2 separate regions of the Pan troglodytes genome follow, and region 2 is linked to region 1. Evidence: chromatin contacts called from public Hi-C data. All regions are on one chromosome and are shown on one strand. The core of a region is the stretch at or near the end of the contact, and the rest is flanking DNA. Distances in the headings are between cores, read along the strand shown. Region 1 has its middle 160 kb from the start of NUAK1. Region 2 holds the start of NUAK1 (NUAK family kinase 1).

Region 1 (6,265 bases), core at 2,044-4,543:
AGAGCTCACAGCCTAAGGGGCAAAAGTAGAAACAAACCCATTCAGATTAAGTCATAGTGTAAGACAAGATGTACCTAGTACAAAATGGAGAGGAGGCTTAAGAATGTAGGTGTCACCATTGGGTTCAGAGAGGATCACTGTGAGACAGGGTGATCTGGGAAAGCTTCCAGCAAGAAGTAGATTCAAGATTCTATTTTGAACAGTAGAGGACTTAAGATCAGGGCTGTGGGGCATTAGGCAAACTCCTAACCACTAAGCCATTTTCATTCATTTATCAAATGTGTGTTGAGCACTACTTATGCTCTCCTTCTGGGAAAAGTGATAAAATCCATGTTGTTGCTCGTTCCTCCGGAAAAATACCAGGCTTCCTTCTAAGGGAATCCAAATTTTAGTCTTGTTGTGTTGGTCCATTAGCTTCAATAATCGGCATCTCTTTCTCCACAAAGGCTTCCCTGGCCCCTTCTGTGTGCACCTATAGCCCTTGTGTTTACTTTTAGTGTGAAGTACAGTGTGGTGTTCTTGTTTTTGTTTGAAATGGAGTCTCACTCTGTCACTCAGTCTGGAGTACAGTGGTGTAATCTGGGCTCACTGCAACCTCCACCTCCTGGATTCAAGCAATTCTCCCATCTCAACTTTCCTAGTAGCTGGGACTACAGGTGCGCACCACCACGCCTAGCTAATTTTTTTATTTTTAGTAGAGAGAGAGTTTCACCATGTTGGCCAGGCTGGTCTTAAACTCCTGACCTCAAGCGATCCACCTGCCTTGGCCTTCCAAAGTGGTGAGATTACAGGCGTGAGCCGCTGCGCCCAGCCGCAGTGTGGTATTTGTCTCTTTATTTGTTAGTTTCCCCCACTGAATGAGCTTTGCTTTGAAGGCAGGGGCCATTTCTTACTCATCTTCTTATCCCCAGAACATAGCAATAGGCTTTGGAGTCAACACACTTGTGATGGGAAAAGAGACAAAGAAAATGCAATGAAATGCTCCCATTCCCCCTCATTCTACAACCCCTCCTTCATCAGGAAAATTCTAACTATGGCCATTTGTCATCTTCTCCTTCTTTTCTAAGATATATTTTCAGTCTTTCAGTTGAGTTCCTGGAAATTATTAGGTGGGTCAGGATAATCAGTGGGGTAAGAAAATAAGAAATAGGAGCAAATACATGTTTTTATTTGCTGTTAGAGAAAGAGCTATTAGGAAGAAAAGGAAAGCAGAGACCCCAAAGGATGGAAAGAAGGAGGGAAAAGCCAAGAGCAGTGTGGCTTGGGTTTTAGCAGAGGTTTCGGTAGAAAGCTGAGAACAAGTAAATTAAAAAAAGGGTTTGGGGACAGCTGCAAAATTAAGGAGGCATCTAAAGTGATGGAAATGGTAAAAGAGGATTTTAAGAAATTTACTGAAATTTACAAACTGAATTTCCTGTAATATCTTTAAGAGATGCAAGTAGAGGATTGAAATAGCTTTTAAGAAATGTTGGTTGTTGGCTGGGCGCGGTGGCTCAGGTCTGTAGTCCCAGCACTTTGGGGAGCCGAGGTGAGTGGGACACCTGAGGTCAGGAGTTTGAGGCCAGCCTGACCAACATGGCAAAACCCAGTCTCTACTAAAAATACAAAAATTAGCCGGAGGTGGTGGGCCCCTGTAATCCCAGCTACTCAGGATGCTAATGCAGGAAAATCGCTTGAACCCGGGAGGTGGAGGTTGCAATAAGCCGAGATCGCACCATTGCACTCCAGCCTGGGCAACAGAGCAAGACTCCATTTCAAAAAAAAAAAAAATTGTTGGTTGTTAAGCTGTGTTTCGCGTTGATTTTGATGCCATGCAAATACATCAAAGATCAAAAGGCCCCCGGCTTATCTCTGGGCAACATACATTTAAAGCAACAGCACATGAATGAGCAATATAAAATGAATGAGTCTAGCGTACAGCAGACTTTACTTCATGTGAACCGTTCATGCTTATTCCAAACTATCAGACAGACAGTGTTTAAGAACTTGAGCTCTGGAGCCAAATTCCCTGTGTTCCAATGCATACTAGCTGGGTATTCAATTTAACTTCTCTGAGCCTTTATTTCATCATTCATTAAAGGAATAAAAAGAATATCTACAAGACAGGGCTAGCATGCCGATTATGTGAGTTAGTATACGCAAAACTCTTAGGTCCTGACATAGAGTAAGCACTTAATAAATGTTCATTTTTATTTGCGTATGGTTGTCATTATTATCCATATCACAGTTTACATAAACACAGGGCTCTGTAAGTTTGAGTTTCTTGCTAGTTGGTCAAGCCACAACTTTGTCCCCATGCCAATATTGACCATCCTTCTATGCCTACTTCCATCCTCATTTCTTTCTCAGTGCCTTGGCAATATTTTCTAAAGCACTCATTGGATATGATTCTTTCTGTCAGGTATTGTTCATCTTGCTTCTCCAACAAGACTGAAAGCTCTTTTAGGAGCATGAAAATCATATTTTTTGCAGCTCCTCTCCTCAGCCTGGAGCAGCCCAGCTGAGCACATACTAGCCTCGGAATGTTCTTTGGTTGAGTGGAATGGACTGGAGTTGGGTGAATCACTTTGTAGACATTTAGCTTTTGTGTTAATGTGCTTCTTACTGACCTCCAGCTCACCCTCATGTAGCCTACTGTCAAACCCAAGAAATGACCAGATGCTATCATTCACAAAGTTCTAAAATGCCATGACAATGTGTGCTTACAACTGGAACTGCATTTCATTTAAAATGTCCTTAGCCTAATAGCTAATAGGTAGGCTTTTCTGTGTCTTTCAGAGCATCACAGGCAGTGTGGTGTAGTAGAAAGAACAGAGTTAGAAGGTAGAAAATGCTCTTCTAGCATCCCCTGGTTGTGTAATGCACACATCACTTACCACGCTGAGCCTTACATTTCTTAAGTATAAAATGGGACTAATAGAAATGCCTGCCACATAGTCTTCTTGGTCAGACTAAAAGATAAAAGGTGTGGGAAAGTTATTTGAAATGGTAAATATATCTATTTAGTTATTGTTTCTATTATCAAATTTGAGAATCTACCAGAGACAGGACGCCTTCCAGAAGAAGCACAGGGCACTGACCTCCCAGCCTGTGTTCAGCCTCATTAACATTCACCAAGAGAGATTCTGAGACTGCAGGAATGAAAAGGATGGAGGATGTGGGGGAAGCGGGTGGGAGAGGAACAGTTGGTGATGAAGAAAGAAAAATCTAATCTTTTGCTAATACTAAGGGCCCCAGCTTAAGAACACGCACGCAAACAGTGAAGCGTGGTGACCCGGGACCAGCTGGAAGACCTCCTGTACAAAAGCCGTTAACAATACTGCTTTCAGCTCCATAGCTCACCAGGGCCAGCTCAGGCCTGGGGTTGCTGGAAAAAAGAATCTGGGTTCCTGCTCAGAGACCCAACCTCATGGTCAAATGTCAACCCATCAATACCAAGTGAGCAGAAAGAAGCCTACTGCTTAGGGCCTTTCTTTGTTTTTAATTAATTAGCTTTTTGTTCACCCATCTGAGTGGTAAAGAAATCTCTTCTGCAAGCCTTTCAAAACCCAGTTCCCCCACATGTACCCACATTAGTGAAAACAAAGTAAAATCTGTGGTTTTGGCTCACTGCCTTGGCCACGTGGTCAAATAGGCCTTCGAAAGGATCCCTTTTTTTTAAGGAGTGTTTATTGAGTGACTGCTATTCATTCAACAAACATGTCATGAGTGCCTACTGTGCCTCTGGCCCTACGCTTGGTGTTAGGGACATAAAGATGAATAAAGCTCAGACCCAGAACTCAAACAGCTCCATAAGGGAGGTCAGAGATCAACATCAGTTAACACAGTGCCTGCTAGAAAAGGCTAACAGCCTAAGAGACTTCTGGGATGAGGTGCTCCGTCAGCTCGGAGCAGAAAGAGAAGGCTTCTCTTGGGCAGGAGCAGGGAAGGTTTTATCTCATGGTGGCCTTTGAGTGCTGAACAGTTTGGATGGGCTTTCTACCCATGTTTACCACATTATAATAATAGCAAACTGTGTACCACATAACCTGGCTGTGCCACACTCATCAGATACTGAACTAGGGAGATGCAAGCCCAGAATCATCAGCCCCTTGTCTTTGACAAGGGCCCTCAGGAAAGCTGCCTGACATATTTAGTCCTGAAGGCAGTAATTTAAGGGCCCATGGCTCTAACTGCCCTGGGCTCAGCCACTTGCATCAGCTGAGTTCTAAGCACTGACCATTCTAAGCACTGGCTGAACGTAATACAAAATGGTCTATGATGAAAGCCCTCTGATAACCCCATTTTGCATATGTGAATCTGAAGCCCAGGCAATCTGGCTCTAGAGGCCATGCTCTTGACTTTGACCCTATGCAGTCTCTGCCATGCCAAACCTACCATGCCTTACACCTGTCCGCCCCTCCCACCTGGGCGCTCTAAAGCAGGGGCCATGTCCTGTTCAGTTCCTTGTCTTCAGAGCCCAGCCCCATTCCTGACACAAGGTGAGCCTTAAAAAAGGCTTGAACTGTTGAGCTGAACCCACTGTCACCAGATGCTGAGGTCTCAGCATGCCAAGTGGTGGGGACCCATGGATCTATTAAGCACTCAAAACTGGGAGGCCAGTGCAGGGGCTGAGATGGATTGGGGCAGGGAGATGCAAAAACAGAAACAACCCATTTCCCAAAGCCTCACTTGTGGCTTTTTGAGTCCAGGGATGAAGGCAAAGCTGAAATTTGGGAAGTGGAGGCCCCAGTCCTTCGTGACCCGGTGCACATGCGGCAGACCTGCCCTTGGGTGCACTTTTGTGGCTCTGAGGGCAGGATTTGGGCTTTAGATAATAATTGCATAGATTTGCTCAGTAAACACAGGGCAACCGTAAGATAATTACATGTTCTTACAGAGATGGGGCTCCATAATTACCTTCAGTGGCCCTAAAGTATTATTTAACACATATTCTGGTTTATAAGACAGAAATAATGATGAATTTGCCTGGTAATTACACAGCACTTCCCCACTACATATCCTGCCAGTAGCTGATACTTAGCCCATCATTAAGGGGCTAGCAGTTGCTTTGGTAAATAAGAAGTTCTTCTCATTACTGGTCTCCAGGCACATAAAGCATGATTAAAATGCCATTAGTGACATTTCTCCAAAGGGCAAATCCACAAGTCTGTGTGAGAAGCCAACTTTCCTTAGATTAAATGTTTTATTTCTGTCTTTGTGACAGGAGCAATAGAAAGGAATCAATTCTAACTCAAGCATCTGCTCCCTGAAAACTTGTCCTTAATGAAACAGAGCAGACGATGCAAAATCTGCCCTGGCTCAGGGTCACAGGACAGGAGTTGCCACTGTTTTCAAGATGAAGATGATTCTTTAACTCATCCAGATGGCTCTGCCCAGTTGAGGAGGAGCCCAGGCCTGGCGCCACCACCCTGTGGTGGGCTGGGTCAGCACATCGAGGGCCAGGGCAAACCGCAAGCTCTGGATGGGTCTTGCTGGCAGCCTCCTCCTCCAAGGATGGGGCCTGAGAGGCTCACAGAGAGCTGGGGCTCTTTGGAGAGGGGGGCACCCTGGTTCTTGGGCCACTTGCGGGTACACATGAGGAAGGAATGTACACACATCAGATACCAAAGCAGGGAGATGCAAGCCCGGAACCAGTCTCTTTGTCCATGACAAGGACGATCGGGAAGGCTGCCTGACATATTTAGTCCGGAAGGCAGTAATTTGAGGGGCCATGGCTCAGCTCTAACTGCCCTGAGCTCAGCCACTTGCATCAGAAAGAAATTGACTCTTTGTAATCAATAGGGGGCTTAAAGAGGGTGGTCAACCACTATGGCTGGTGGGCAGGACAGGGAGTGGGCCCTCTGGAGCAAACAGGGCTCTCGTTACCATTCCATTCCAACCTATCCCATTACTGAAGGGAACGATTCAACAGCAAATATGAACTCAATTCCAAATCCCAGTGCCAAGGCAAATGGCCAGTCCCAGCGGCCTTTTTCTTTAGTAATGAACTCCAGGCCTCTGGCCTTGACTTTGGAAGTGACTTGACTTACCATGGAAGCCAGCAGAGAGTAGCTGGGAAAAGTTCAGAGTTAAAATCAGAAGATCTGGATTCAAATTCCAGCCCTGCTCTTCAATGGCTGTGTAATATTTGGCAGTTACCTCTATCGAACTTCAGTTTCTTCATTTGTAAAACAATTTGAAAAGACTATTAAGTTCCGTTAGGCCAGAAACCACGCCCATTCTATTCATTGCTGAAGTCCCCACACCCAGCCCAGTGCCTGGC
Region 2 (6,265 bases), core at 2,665-5,164, 160 kb after region 1:
CTAAATTGATTAATGTCCCCTTTTGAGGTTTTATATAGATCACTGTATTCAGTTCTCACAAGTCTATGAAGTTGGTACTCTTAGTAGCTCATTTTACCGATGAAGAAGCTGAGGTTTCAAAAAGTCACATAGCTTGCCAAAAGACACAAAGCTAGTAGGGGACAGATCAAGGATTTGAATGTAAGCCAGGGCTCTTTGCCTTTCTGCAAGAGTGCCTCATTTTTGAGCTTGTTCATCTCTGGAACAAGCCACTCTGAGTCCTGGTCTCATGGACATGCTTTAGCAGAGGCTGCAAGACTGCAGGAGAGTGCCTGGACAACACACAGGGTCACACCAGCTGACTCCAAGCATCTCATTCTGCACTTCTCTTCAGAACTGCCTTTCGCGGCACATAGAAAATGATGCTGTGTTGTGTTTTGTTTTATTCAGAAGGTCCTTCCAGGTATGCAATTAAAAACCACCATATCCTCATTTTTTAGAAACTTCTCTCCTCTCTGAGAAGAACCCCTGCTTTCAACAGGGATGTTGATTTCACAGCATTTCATACAACCCCATACTCGGCACCTGTCTTGGGCCACTCACATTAGTAAAACACGTTAGAACCACTGCTCCTCTTGAGAGATGATGTAAAAGGCACTGGTGCAAATGAAAATAAAACATCACTTCAAAATTCTACCCAAAGATCAAAAGGCTAAATTAAGATAGTGCCCTTTCAGTTCTCCTCAACTGCACCTTCAAAGCATGTTCTGAATGTTTAGCACATCGCTGGTACCAGAAGAAAACTCCAAGTTCATATTTTAGATGAAAATGTCTTACTGCTCTTAACAGGTTCTGAGTCACCAGGCACTGTATGGGCAAGAACAACTCGTTGACCAATTTTTTGTTTGTTTGGTGTTATTTTCTGTTCAGCCAGTCACAGGAAATTTTCCACTTGACAATTCCTGTTTCTCACTTAAGTTCTTAACACCATCTGTGAGCAGTGTGCTCAGCAGGGGGAGGACGGGGGGCCAAGGAGGACTTTCCTTCCCCAAACCTCAGTTTTCCCATCTGTTTTATGCAAGGTTTTTACCCAGGGATCTGGCTAACATTCTGTAAGCTCAGCTATCAAGGAGAAAACAGCCCCATGAATAAACGAAGCATTTTAGAGACTGTCAGTTTCTGGGCGTGGGTCTGCTGCCAGATTTAAAATCTTTACATAATTTTGGGGTAAAACAAGAGATTTAGCTGAAATTAATAGCACAGTGGGAAAATGAACTAGGGCTGAACAATAACACAGCGGGACTTCAGATTTGCGGCTGGTAAAGAAGCCTCTCTCGTTCTCAGGGCGCCCCCTCGTGGCCGCTTGACTAAATCCTGACGGAATGTTCAGTTTCTGCAAATACAGAGAAAGACATCCCCCAAAAGAGAAAAGCGGACTCCTGCCTACTGATGCAAATCCCTTTCACTCTAACCTAGTCTGTGGATCAGACAGCTCAAGAACGCCTGACAGGAAGTCCCACTGACGCTCAGAAAGGCGTCTGCCATAAGACAAGGGTTCGTTCGTTAGAAAGGTCTGAGGTAGTGCCCCAGCATTTAGACTTTGGGGTCCCTTCACAGACCCTAGACAAACCCTTACCACTTCAACAACCCCTCATAGCCTCACATTCTCAACCTGCAGCTCGAACTGCGTCTGTTTTTCATTATTCTGCTTCCCACCTTCCCAGTGCGATTCTTCAGCAGCTATTAAGACAACATGAGCAGGGATCTAAGCTTAGTTTTTGCTTATTCAACATCCAGCCTGGGGAATATCACCGCAGAAGAAAAGCATGAATGAAGTGCACGTTTCCCAGCCTCTTCTTCCACAAACCTGAAATTGCCTTCATCAGAGGCCACCCTTACAACCCTCCCCTTTAACAATTTCATCCTACGAAAATGGCACCTGCCCAGAGTGAATTCTCAACTACTTGCTTGCTGTAGAATTTATTACAGAGCCAGCTTTAAAAAGAAATGTACGCCATCTCAAATTTCCAATTAATTGATAACAGATTTTTTTAAAATAACGTTATGGGACGAAGTTATATAGACCCAAACATCAAATCTGAGAAATGGGTTGGGAGGGCGTTATCCGGGTATCCAGATATTTGAGAATTTGGGGACTGAACTTTGCTGACTGGCACCCCCATTTTTTTTCACAGAACTGTTCCTGCCGAAATGCAAAAGAAACATGTCAATACTAAGCTGCTATTTTATTTGACAGCTCATTTTCCTTTTTCCCTGCAGTCATTTGTTGTTTATAAGCAAACCTGAGCCTCCAAAACACCCCCAAAAGTGCACACAAGGAGTCCCATAATCAGTTTCTGACTTTGGCCCTAAATCGATTAGAATACATCTGATCTGCTTCAAATCAAAGAACCATGTTAATTTTCTGCCACACACCACACAAAATCTTTCTGCAAGAGTCAGTCACTTTGAACCCAACTCTCTAGCCACAAGCAGTGTGGATTTCAAGGGCCTGTTCTGCAGAAGTGAAAATAACAACAAACCAAGGCTGGGACAAGGCAGACAGACCCCAAGGCACTCAAAGCACTCCTTGGAGCTGTGCAAATGGTGCCAGGACCCTGGCAGGGTGTCAGCTGTCACAAGAGCAGCGGGGCCAGACCCCTTCAGCGGTTTGGTAGCCCTGCAACCAGGAGCTGAAACACAACTGAGCCTGCTGCAACTAAGCACAGCTATCTCTGTAGCTACCCATGCCCTGGACATTTCGGTCCTCCCAAAGCCATGATGCAAACTGTTAGAATCCTCAGGCTTGCAGTAGTCTTTATTTTTGCTCCCTAACCTTGTCTCAAAAACAGGCAAGAGTCGCCCTCCCTTGCAGTCACAGCAGTATCAGGGCGATGCAGAGTCTGAGTGGGAGGATGCAGAGCAAGGAGCTGCGGGCAGATGGGTGGAAGGGGGTAGGGACACCTACAAAACACCGGACTTGAGGGGCTAGCTCCTAGCTGGGAATGCGGTTCTTTGGAGAGTTGTGGAAATAAGGCGTTTCGGGGCATGGTCTAAATGTGTGCCTGCGAGGGAGAGAGACCCCGGCCGTCCCAACGCTGCAAAGTGTTTGCAAATCTAAAACATTCCTTTGCTGCTAGGATTAAATTTTTAAAAACAAACCAAAAAATAAAATAAAATATGTGCAGACAGGATGTAACAAGTGTTTCAGGACAGAGACACGCCTGAGTCACGGGGTGCTGGAGAAAGAGTGAGGAGTCTGTCTCGGGGCTTCCCAATGAGCCCCCTCTCTGTCAAGAGACCCCCAGGGCGCACAGACCCCCGCCTCGCACGCCCTCAGTCCCCGGCCGCGTCCACCCAGCGCCCCCCGCACCCTCCAGGATTGCCCCACTCACCACTCGGCCAGAAAACCTCTCGGTGGCCCGCTTGACTTTGCCGTAGGTGCCTTTGCCCAGGGTCTCCTGCAGCTCGTAGCGGTGCTTCAAGTTGTGCTTGTGGTGATGCCGCTTCACCCCGTGCGGCTTCCTGGGCTCCAGGGCTGCTGTCGCCCCCGCCACCGCCTCTCGGGGAGAGCCCGGCGCCCCCAGCCCCAAGTCGGGGCGGTCCCCCGCCACAGGCGCGGCGGCCCCTTCCATGTCCAAGCGCGGGGCGAGCCGGGCTACAGAGGGCAAGACCGGGCACAGCGCTGGGGTGTCGGGGTCCCCACCGAGGGAAGCCGCTGTACGCTCAAGGTCGCCCCCGCAGCATCAGGGAGACGGCCCGATACCGCTCGGACTGCGGCTCGGTCACTGGCGGCGGCGGGGACTGCACATCTGGCGCCCGCGGCGCGCACGGTCCGCGCACCGCCCCCCGGCCGCGGCGAGCTGTGGAGCGTCGGGCGAGGTGGCGGCGGTGGCAGGGGAGGCGGTGGTGTTTGCAGGAGGGAGGGGAGAGGGTGGCTCGCAGCGCAGGAGGGGGAGTGTTATGTGGGGCGCCGCGCCCCCCAACCCCTCCCCGGGAGGACGCGCAGACGGGGCGGGGGCGGCGCTCGCGCGGCCCCAGGGGAGGGGGAGCGAGGGGCGGTGCAGCCAGGGCTTCCCCCACCTCCCTGCAGCCACCCGGGGCCGGGGCCGCCGTGAGCTGGGAGGGGGATGGGAGCGTGTCGCGACTCGCCCTTTGTGCGGCGCGGCGTAGGCCACGGCGGCGGCGGCGGCGGCCAGGAGTGCTTTGTCCTCGCTGGGCCGGAAGGGACCGGGAAATTCCAAGCTGGGCGCCCCCTCCCCGGGCGCTCTCGGGCTCGCCAGTCGCAGCTACCGCGGGCCCTCCGCCGCCTCGGGCTCCGGGGCCGGTCGCTCGGCCTGGATTCCTGCTGGCGCCGGGGCGGCGGTTGCGGCTGGCCGAGCCCCGGGGCCGGGGAAGAAAGAGCGCCGCGAGCCGGGGGCCGCCGGGACCTGCTCGCGATACGGCCGGGGCCGCCGCGGGCCTGGGCGCCCCTTCATTTTCTTGTAGGTGTCGCCGCGGCCTGGCGGCCGGAGCTGGGGGAGGGGGCAGGGAGGCCTGGTGTTCGGTTACAGGCGGTGACTCACGGACCTTGCCCGCCGAGGCTGGCACCCCGCGGGGCAGAGCTGCGCCCGCCTGGGGCAACTCCGAGTCCAGGAGAACCCCAAGAGCGGCGCTTTGGTCCCGGCCCCCGCGCCCTCTCCGAAGAAAGGAGAGTCAGGGACGGAGGGAGGCCGGGAGGCTGAACCCCGGGCCCGCCGTCGAACCGCCGGCCCTCCGACACCATCTGGACCCCGGCGGGGACAGCCGCCTGGAAGGGGAGGAAGGCCAGGGACGTGGAAGAGATGGGGCTCTAAAGGCGCCGGGACGGAGCTGGCTCCCCAGAGGCGCCCACCCTGCCAGCGAAGGCCGCCATCGGAGGTGGGCAAACCAGGGACCTGGGGTGGACCAGGACCCCGGGCCTGCTGAGCAACCCGTTTGCTGAGCAGGAGGCGATTTGCAGGCCTCTTGCCTCTTTAGGCCTTGGGAGATTTCCTTTCACTGGAAGGGCCAGATCCTGGCGATGGTGACAGGAACGGTACCCCGCACGGTAAGGGTCAGGCAGGAAGGGCCTCCCACCGCGGCGTGGCTGCCGCCGTTCTAAGAAGAGACCATGAAAAATAAGGAAGAAGGCTAGAGAAAAAGAGATCTTAGGGAAATTTTTTTTTTTTAACAAGTGGTGCAATGTACCAGACTGGGGTGGGAAGAGTGAAGGCTGAAGAAGGTTTGGTGTTCTGCAGATCGCATGGCGGTTCTTTTCCACCAGTGGACCTCACTGGGGCCTCCTCTGCAGCTCTCAGGTCCAGCCCTTCCTCTACATTCCCGCCGCCTTCATTGCTGTCTGCCCCTGGTCACCTTACCCCGGACTCCTGCAACAGCCCGCTCTCCCCAACCCTCCCCGGGAGCCTCCTCACTGCTGCCAGAGTAATGGCCTGAAACACTGCCCTCATCCTCCACACGTGTCTCTGCTGTACTCTGACGCGTGATATTCTTACCTGTCCAAACTTTTCTTCTACTGATATTTCACACAAACTCCCCTGCCCCTTCTTCCCTTCCCCAGGAGCAATCACAGAACACAAACACAAAGGCGCATCATGCCTATTCAATTCCTATTCTGTCCACCGCATTTGCAGGGCCTCCCTGCCCCCCATCCTGTAACTGTTCTGCTTCTATCCAAAGTTTGTGGACGTTGTGCCTATAGATCCAACAGTCAGGATGAGTGGCATGCAGGTTGAGTCCTGGCTTCCCAGAGGATTGGCTGTGTGGCCTTGGTCAAATGACATAACCTCTCAGAGCTTCGGTTTTCTCTTTAAGATATGGATTAGCAGATCTATTGTAGAGATAAATACATTGTGTCTACAGTAGTATTTTAAAATATTTTCTACTTCTTTCCCTCCCCTGCGATGTGGTAGAAATCCACTACCCCATCCTCTTGAAGTTAGATGAGCCCATAGGACTTGCTTAGGCCAATGGAATGAGAGCAGAAGTGACTGTGTTGCTTTCACCTGGAACCTTTAGGATCCAGTGAGCAAATCCCCGTGTCTTCTTTTTCCTATCTTGACAATCATGGTGGTACAAAGTTGGAGCCTCCCCAAGCCAGCCTGAGTCTCTGTGTAAAGATGGCAGAAAATCTCAGCCAATCTGCATTGGAAAAGTAGTGTCAGCAAATACTAAACTTCACTTAAGTCAGTGGGATTTGTTAAAGCAGCATAACCTGGCTTATTCTGGCTGATAGTGTTACTCCCAGATATGTGGGACTTCATCAGTA

Evidence for each region. A called contact is a pair of places that touch in the nucleus more often than the background predicts.
Region 2: a Hi-C map of stem cell-derived neural progenitor cells shows a contact between it and region 1, with 4 times the contacts expected there. The contact joins the promoter of NUAK1 here to the enhancer-like site in region 1. A contact is called at or near these places in 1 of 7 Hi-C or Micro-C datasets (stem cell-derived neural progenitor cells) and 1 of 1 datasets of contacts at active chromatin or transcription factors (stem cell-derived excitatory neurons).

The regions. Positions count from the first base shown.
Region 1 is chr10:112,790,493-112,796,757 of NHGRI_mPanTro3-v2.0_pri, forward strand. No RefSeq gene overlaps it. Among named protein-coding and RNA genes, the nearest start is that of NUAK1, 160 kb to the right of the region's middle. Within about 2 kb of position 3,294, at least 3 of the 24 cell types and tissues checked have an H3K27ac peak or open chromatin away from gene starts, as enhancers often do. A contact at or near this core is called in stem cell-derived neural progenitor cells, where this site is marked.
Region 2 is chr10:112,950,220-112,956,484 of NHGRI_mPanTro3-v2.0_pri, forward strand. It overlaps NUAK1 (NUAK family kinase 1), which reads right to left and starts at 3,915. Exons shown (of 7, transcript XM_001161041.7): 1 at 3,375-3,915. The coding sequence starts at 3,614.